2 separate regions of the Gossypium hirsutum genome follow, and region 2 is linked to region 1. A link is a contact called in public Hi-C data. All regions are on one chromosome and are shown on one strand. The core of a region is the stretch at or near the end of the contact, and the rest is flanking DNA. Distances in the headings are between cores, read along the strand shown.

Region 1 (4,580 bases), core at 899-3,398:
AGGTTTTCGACATGCATAATTGTTCCAACTTCACCCATAACACAGCGTTAGTCTTCTCCTTCAACATGTCCTGTAGAATTTTATTCGACAAATGCATATGTAATTGTAATAGGGTCTTTTGGTCCTTACGTTGCTTTTCTTCAAGCGTCAATGTCGAAGGCATCTTATCTACCCCTAGTAGGGCATCGTCTAAATCCATTTGCGCAAGAACTATCTGTATCATTACCTACCACAATAGAAATCTGTTGTTGCAATCCAATAGTAGAATAACATACTTCAATGTAGCCATTACCGTGACCGAGACAAGTAACCCGAAAGCTCTGATACCAGTTTGTTATACTAATGTCAATAATGGCAATAGGAATTATCGCAAAGCAATAAAATAAAAAAGAAAATAAAAACACACAGATTTTCCGTGTAAAACCCTTATCGGGAAAAACCAAGGGCAAATGAGGAGAAATTCACTAATGTTGAAAATTCATTATGATATATATAAAGGCGAACCTCAAATTTTTATTTAAGGGCCAAAATATAATTATAAAATTTTGGAGATGCCAAAGCTAAAAAATTTGGTTGAAACACCTTAAATTGCACTATTAATTTCTTTGAAGGGGCCAAAAATGCAATATTTTTCATTTATTCAAAAGCTAAAAGGCTTACATTTAATGAACTATATCCTCAGCTTTGTCATTGTGTTTGTGTATATCTATACTAATATTTAAAGTTCTAATTGAGTTGGTGTCACTCTCAACCGAGTCTCAACTCAATTGTGAATTTACAAAAACACCTTATTTTTATAAAAGGGTAAATATTATTTTGAGGGCATTTTTATCTTTTTATGTTTGTATATAAAATCTTAAAAAAAATACGTACACATAATAAAATTTAAACCCAAAATATTATAAATTCAATTATCTCAATATTCCCATCTCAACTAAAGATATATTTAGTATTTATATAAGTTTTTATAAAATTATTACTTGTTTTCACCAACATAGTAAGTGTTCCATAAATCTAGTATATATAAGATCTAAAACTAAAGTAATTTTAATTCAAAAGCCTCACAGATTTTGTTTTATGAAAATATATTTCACCCTCAAAGTTTTTCAATATAGATTGAAGTGATACGAAATTTCTCATTAAAGCTTCACATCCCCTTTAGCCCAACAAACAAATACAATTAGGATCACAATAAGGGTTGTGAATCTAAACGTGACTCCCATCGTGTACAAGGACGAATCCAAAAAAAATTCAGAGGAGACTGAAATTGAATTATAATTTTTTTAAGATATCAAAATATAATTTTACTATGTATTAACTTATAATTTCATTATTTTTAAGGGACTAAATAAATTTTTTTCATATTCAAGGTGTCAAATGTAATTTTACGATGAATTAATTTATAATTTTATTATTTCTAAAGAGGCTGAACTAATTTTTTTTCATTTTTAGGGGAGCTAAATCTATTGCTAACCCCCCTGATGTCGCCTTTGATCATGTAGCACTCATCTCTCCTGGCCGATGACTACTATGATACCATTCACGGAAATCTACACGCAACTAACGAATTATTATTCGTTTTGATTCAAGAGTCTCACAGCTTTATTAGGGGAGGCACTAGACGGATTGATAGTGCCTCAATCCCTTAAAATGTAAAATCTCACTTTCAGTTTTTTAAGTTTTATAATATTTTAATTTAATAAAAGATAAAATTACATTTTGACCCTCAAAATTATAAAATTTTAATTTAATTCTTCAAAAAATTATACAAATATAAGCTATTAAAATTATAAAATTACATTTTAACTCTAATAAAAAAACACAATTTAATTCGAGAGTTATAAATTTTTTTTCTTCACCCCTAGATTTTATCTTACAAAAACCACTTGACAATTACGAACTTACCTACACTTCAAGATAAGTAAAACTGTAAAACTGTGGAATCAAATCTAGTTGAGATTCAAAGCCGAGAAAATCCGAGATACAATGTAGAGTAGTGTGATGATAATAGGGTAAAACTGCACAGAGAAAGCTTTAACTTTTTTCCCCATTTTGATAGTGATGGCTAACCATCATCAGTGCCACACTGTGCCCTTTTGAATTTGCAGACTATACCCCTCAATCATCAATCAAATATCGGGCCACTCGATAGCGATCGATGGATGGCTTCGTAAATTAATCAAATGTATGTGGTCGAAAACCCAAAAAATAAAGCACAGTGATTCATCAATATCCTCCGTCGTTGAATGAATGTACTGGTTCTTTTTTCTTGATGAAACCCACGTTTTTCTTGTTGAAGTTGTTGGGGATTTTAAGGTTATATTTATGGTTCTCTATTTGGTTTTGCGAAAATCGAGGAATCTTTTGCATTGTATGTATATTTTTATTTATATTTTATGATGGATTATATAGTTTTTTTTCTTCGAAGTATTTATATTAAAAGTTAGATTTTATTTATTTATTTATATTGTTAAAAATTGACGTAATTTATATAATAATCAAATGACTATATATGGGTGTTATGTGTATCTCATTCTGACATATAGAGATTAGGATTTAATAATAGAAATTGATGAAATTTTTAACAAAAGGATTAATTTATTTTTTTATCTAATATACATGCATTAACTTACCCTTTTTTTAATTGATGGTAAAACACAATTTATCCTTTAATGTAAAAGCCTCTATAGTACTTTTATCTAATAGATTAATTTATAAGTCTAATTTTGATTTTAGTACATTTAACAAGTTTAAATTGATAATACTAGCAAGTAAAAGTGATAACATAATTTTTTTTTATTGTTATTGGTTCAAACGGTGATTGTCATGGGAAAATCTAATAACTCTTGTTATTTTTAATCTACATGTCAATTGAATAGACATCGGAGTTGCATTTTATTTATGGTTCTATGATATGATGTGGGAAACTTTTTACCATGTGAGTCGAAATGAGAATAAATTGAATAATTAATTGATCCATTTTTTAACTCGTTTTATTATGTTATGTTATGATATGATTATAAATGTATTTTTACGGGAATTGATTTTTAGAGTTGAATCCGGTTCGATTTGATTTTTCAATTTTTACATATTATTTGTTAATTTAGTTTCGTTGAATTCAATTTTTATTCTTTTAATGTTAATTTTAAGCTTTTGAGCTTTATTTTGTAAAAGTAAATTTCGATTTTTTTTCACCTTCACCGTCTATTTTATTTTCCATTTGTCTTCCGTACAACATTGCAATGGTCAATTCATTGGGAATCGAGCCGAACTTGCATACACAGCATTAGGTGCTAACCAATAAGAGTTTGACATTTGTCAATAACCTAGGTCAACAAATAATATCATTCCTACGAATTATTTTCAAAAGGTTAATTATTAAAAATTAAATTAAAGAATTTTAAAAGGTAAACAACACTGTCGAACTAAGTTATCACTAAGTTTATATTTTCATTATTCAATTTTAAAAAATTTATAAAATGATAATTGAATTATTTGAAAGTTTTCATTTAAGTTACTAAACTATTCAAATATTTTATTTAAGTTTGGCTAGTGAACTCCTAGCGATGATTTAACAATTGGTACGATGGATCAGTATTAATCGACGAATAGAAGAGCATACCTTAGATCCAAACCGATCTGATGACCAGTGTTGGAGATCATAGAAGAAAGTTGCTTAGATTTGGTTCGTAGAATGCAAGTAGTTCAAACAGAAAAGGTCACACAATAATAATTTTAATAGTTCGGTGACTTAAATGAAAACTTTTAAATAGTTTAATATCTATTTTGTAACTTTTTGAAGTTGAGCAACCAAAATATAAACTTATTAATAGTTTTGTGAGCTTGAATATAATTTACTCTAATTTTTTAAATTAAATAGATATTAATTTAAAATTATTAAAAAAATAAGATGGTCCAACTACAAAGCTAACAATCAAGGAAAAGTGTAGGCTTTGTTGACATTCAATTACATTTAACAATTGAATTTTGTGCCATTGAAATAAATGCTACGAGGCTAAGGCAGTGGAGGACCATTAAAAATGAAATTGAGAAATTGAAAATCGTTTTGAATTATAGTATTTCATACTATTTTGATTTATAAATTAAAAAATTTATGATTATATGATTCGAATTAAATTATATTTTATTTTTATATAATGTTTATATAATTTTAACATTTTGTAAATATTTTATATTTAAAATGAGGAAAATAATTTTAAAACATTATATAAAGTTCAAAAGATATTATCTAAGAGTTGCTCATTATTCTTATTTACTTAAAAATTTATTTTTTTAGAAATACTTATGTTTTTCTTTTTTTGAAGTTTTAATGAATAATGATCAAAATTTATAAAATAAACTCTATTTTATCAAAATAAAATCCAAAACTCAAAATTACTATGATAAATAAAGTATCAAACCAAATGATCACGTACTGTTGGGGATTGACTTGTATAAATAAAGAAATAGAAATGTTAGAGAAAATTAAATACAAATTTTATGTGGAAAACTCTTTCGAAGAGGATAAAGTCCACGGAGAAGAAGGCTTCGACCTTTCACTAAATGAGTAAACAAACGAG
Region 2 (4,819 bases), core at 2,188-4,687, 53 kb after region 1:
AAGGCAAGGGCCCTAGCCTTTCCAAAAATGGAAACTTTTAAGTTAATAAATGATAAAATTATAGTTTGACATCCTAAAAATGACAAATTTTAATTTAGTCATTCTAATAATTCAATGATGAAATATGTATTTTAGCTCTCATAAAAATATATAACTCAATCTCGCCCTCGAAAAAGAATTCTACTTCACCCTTGAAATCTCAAATTCTTATTAACTGATGGAACATACAACTCATAAATCGACAATACATAACCCATATATTATTATTATTTGAATAAAACAATAGCTATACAAATCAAAACAAAAAAAATAAAATCAAGGGATGCAGACAAAAACTAAACCCGAACCAATAAGCTTTTTCAATATATTCATACCCTAATGCTCATCCTTTAGAGAAACAACCGAAGTATCCAATAAATCAATACCAACTAAACGATGAGAATAAAATTACTCAAACAAAATTATGAGCCACCTTATTAACACTTCCAACCATCTAAATGAAAATAATAATAAAAAGGACAAACTTTTTTTTGGCCAGAAAAATGAGCACAAAGCAACAAAGTCAATGATACAATGTTGCATTTATTTAGTATAAAGTTCAAAACCTGACACGTGTTAATAATTCATCCTATTTATATATTAAACATAATAATAAATTAAGTCTTCAACGTTTATATATTTTATTAATTTGTCCCTTATCTTTCTTTAAATTAAATTTAGTCTTTCAAAAAGAGTTAACTTGTTATTTTTAACTAAAATATTGACTGAAACCTTAATTTTTTAAATACGACAACCCGCATTAAAACTCACGTGTACTCCATGCTTTTTTTTTATTATTTTGAATTTGTCGACGTGAAATATAAGATAAACAATATCATTTTAGCATTAAATACATATAAGCTGCTATGTATAAACAATATCGTTAAATAATTAATATTTTAGACAATATTTTAGTTAAAAAATAGTTTAACTCCTTTTAAAATGTCAAAAACTTAATAAGTCAAATTAATAAAAAAAAAATATTGAGAGATTACACCTTATTTTTATTCTAATTCTAATTTAAGAAACTCATCGTTTGATGGATCTCAATATAGTTTTTTGGGTATTAGGATTATGATCCTTGATCGTACTTTATTGTAAGGTATTATTGATCATACTTGATTGATTGTGATAATGTTTATAACTACAATAATGCAATTAAGGATTTAAATAATCATAATAATGCGATATTAAACATATATTTTTTAGGTCAAAAAACTCTTCATTTAATGGAATTTAATAGGTTTTTGTACTAGGTTTATGATTATTTATCCTACTTGATTGAATGTAATAATGTTTATAAAATATTAATAACTACAATAATGCAATGAGCAGGTCAGGTCAGCTAAAATATATAATATATAGTCCGTGTATTATCCGTGTATATAACGTACTTTTTTCTGACCAAAAATAATAATTTTCTGTGTACCAAGAAGTGGTTTTGGTTTACAGCCATATGTCTATTTAAAGGATAAATTATTATTTGGGTCCTCAACTTGATAACTATTTTCATATTAGGGTTTAATTTTTTTTTGTTCGAGTGAGGCTGTAACTTGGTAGTTGTTCTCACATTTATGTTTGAACTAGGCAACTGTTCCTACATTGGGGCTTAAATTTTTTTTTGCCCAAGTTGGTCCCTGAACTTTAGGGTTTTCAAAGAAATATTATGGACTAATTTGGGCAAAAAAAAAAGCTTAAGCCCCAATATAGTAACAATTGCCAAGTTTAGGGCCTAACTTGGACAAAAAAAATTCGAGCCCCAATGTGAGAACAATTGTCCAGTTTAGGGCCTAACTTGGACAGAAAAAAGTTCAGATCCTAAAAAGTTATTTAACTCATTTATTAATAGTAAGCTATTTCGATGTTTTTAGGATTGGTGATAAAATCGATCATATTACTTTTTTTGTTTGACCAATTTATTTAGTTTAATTGGTTTTTTCAGTGTAGTTCAACCAGTTCGTGAGTCAATTGATTTTTACCTCTCTTTAGATCGATATCCCAATTGATTCCTGTTCCAATTAGTTCAACAGACGGCTCTACTTTAATTTGGAAAACATTGAGTTATATTGCGAAAATTAGAGATAAAATTGAAGAGGAAAAACACTCTTGAAAGTTTTGAGAATTTTAAGGTTTTATTAGCAAATTAGGCCCTTAAATTATACTTGACTTTATGTAGGTATTTATAGTTTTTTTGTTAGAAGTGATATTTAAAATATTACAATATTATACAATTTGGTCTAAAAGTTAATATTGTTAAAAATAAAAATTGATACTTCTAACTAATAAAAACGTGACACGTAATATTTTTTTAACCATGTCAACATTAACACTATATCTATTTAGAAATTTGAATATGATTTCTTTTAAATAATCAACTTAAAATTTAAAACCTAAAATATTAATTATATTTTTACCCCTCATCATCTCCAACCTAGAATTAGATTCTCCTAAATATGCTATCATTTCTAAATTCTCAAAAACTCTTTACTTCCTTTTCTTTTTGCACTCTATTTTCCTAATCATGACTAGATTTATTATGCACTAAGTCAAGAGTGAAACAAGCTTTTTGAATGGGTCGAGCTCAAAATAAATTCGAGCTTGAATTTTTTTTGAAACTGAGCTGCAACTCAATCTATGGACAGATGTAATCATAAGTATTATCTTTCTTTAAGAATGTCACAATGATCACAACCATAAATAAAGGCCAACTAAACTACTTAACAAGGTGGTGGTGATGCAAGGTTAAACTAGAGTGGTTAAATTAGTTTATTTGTGTTTGCCACTTAATTAAATAAGTATCAACATGATGTCGTTTAATATTGTTGCTACGGTGTCGTTTAGTGTCAGTTATATAGAGTTACAGCTGAAGTCGTTTAGTTGGTTTCCGAAAAAAATATCTATTTTTATTTGTTATTTTCATTTCAAAAAATTATTTTCATTTTCTATTTTATTTTAAAAATTAGAAATCATGTTCAATAAATAAAAATAAAAAATTATTTTCAATAATGAAAGTACGAAACCATGTTTGGTACCTAATTTTTATAATAGAAACATGAGAAATAAAATAAAAAATTTTACATTTATATGTATTTGAACTAAGATATAAAATTTAATATTTGAAAAATTATTTAAAAAATATTTTAACTAGGGCCAATACATTTAAAGTTGAAAATTTTTATTTTTATCATTTTTAATTTTAATTAGATTTAAACAAATAACGAGACCCATAAACAATTTTATTTGTTAATCAATGTGTATAAATTGAAAAAGAGTAACGAGATTGTGTTGTTGTAGATTAGATAATTTTCCTATGGGTAACATGTTGCCAACTATATATAGACCTCACAAACGTTTACATGCACAACATGTGGGGTTCCTTTAGCCCACCTTGTCAAAGATAGGTGTTGGATTCCTCTTTGCGGGGATCTTAGGTAAGGTCCTACTTGGTCCATATCTCACATTGTACCATTTATGCATTTAAGTGGTGAGTTATGACAAAATAAATATGTAGCGCCCCAATTTCGGGAATTCGGTGAATGTTAGCATAGGTTTAATTATGTTAGTGGGCCTCTAGAAGGCCCAAGCTTAAGATAGAACCCGGCAATTTTAGTTAATTTTTGTTCCATAAGAAAAAGGGGGTGAAATTATGAAATAGAACCTATGTGAAAATGTTTGAAAATGCTATAGGCTAAATTGAAGTGGCCAAATAAATAGGAATGCAAAATAGGAGGATTAACAAACCTCCCATTTTACATGAAGTGGCCAGCCATCATGTTGTTGTAGATAATATGAGCACTTGATATCCATAATTCATGGTACAAATTGATAATGGGTTAGGTAAATGTTCCATGATAATGGATTAGGTAAATATTTCATGATAATGGGTTAGGTAAATGTTCCATGATAATGGGTTAGGTAAATGTTCCATGATGGGCATTTCATGTCTTTTGTATTAAAGAATTAAATGGATGAAATATGAAATTTTATTAAAAGAAAAAGGGGTGAAAAGAACAAAGTTTTGTCCATCTTTGTTCATCATAGCCTAAAGTTAGAGAAGAGAAAGGAGAGGAGAAAGCTCTTGAATGTTCGGTCACTTGGGGAAGAAAATTAAAGGTAAGTTCATGGTAGTTTGCTTCTATCTTGATGTTCATGAGTTCTTCTTGATTCTACCTTAACTCTTGAAGCATATTTTGATTTTTGGTTGTGCTGTGAGCATTTGGTCATGAATTAAAATGAAGGAAATGGTTGTTGTTTCATGTTCTTTTGATGAAAAATGGAAAATATGTGAAGTTGAGCCAAACAAATGAGCATGTATGTGCTTAGATGCTAAGGGGAAAAATCGGCTAATATGTTGTGCTTTAAAATGATGAAATGGAGATTATACTTAAGTAAAATCATAGATATGTGATGATTGATTGGTGATATACATGTTTAAAAAAAACATGCATGCAAGTTATGTGTGAAAGAGTGATTTGGTAATAAATCTGATTGGAACAGCAGCAGTAATGTGACTTTGGAAAATCACCATAAATTGTGAGAGATGAGTTAGAAGCTGCATAAATTATGTAATTAAAGCTTAATGAGTCTAGTTTCAAATGGAATAAACGAGAATATATTTTGAATTCTGTACAATGAGAAATTTGATTCGTAATGAAGAGTGGTTAGATTAGTCAAACAGTGAAACATGCGAAACTTTGAGAAAAATCTGGTATTGTTTGACCAAACCAAAAATTCTGAAAATTTTATGGATATAAGATATATGAGTCTATTTTCAGGAAAA

Evidence for each region. A called contact is a pair of places that touch in the nucleus more often than the background predicts.
Region 2: a Hi-C map of leaf shows a contact between it and region 1, with 2.2 times the contacts expected there. The contact joins two enhancer-like sites. A contact is called at or near these places in 5 of 34 Hi-C or Micro-C datasets (callus and leaf).

Annotation. Positions count from the first base shown.
Region 1 is chrA04:88,551,898-88,556,477 of Gossypium_hirsutum_v2.1, forward strand. No RefSeq gene overlaps it. Among protein-coding and RNA genes, the nearest start is that of LOC121228290, 17 kb to the right of the region's middle. Within about 2 kb of position 2,149, at least 4 of the 9 cell types and tissues checked have an H3K27ac peak or open chromatin away from gene starts, as enhancers often do. A contact at or near this core is called in leaf, where this site is marked.
Region 2 is chrA04:88,604,079-88,608,897 of Gossypium_hirsutum_v2.1, forward strand. No RefSeq gene overlaps it. Among protein-coding and RNA genes, the nearest start is that of LOC107911543, 9.9 kb to the left of the region's middle. Within about 2 kb of position 3,438, at least 1 of the 9 cell types and tissues checked has an H3K27ac peak or open chromatin away from gene starts, as enhancers often do. A contact at or near this core is called in leaf, where this site is marked.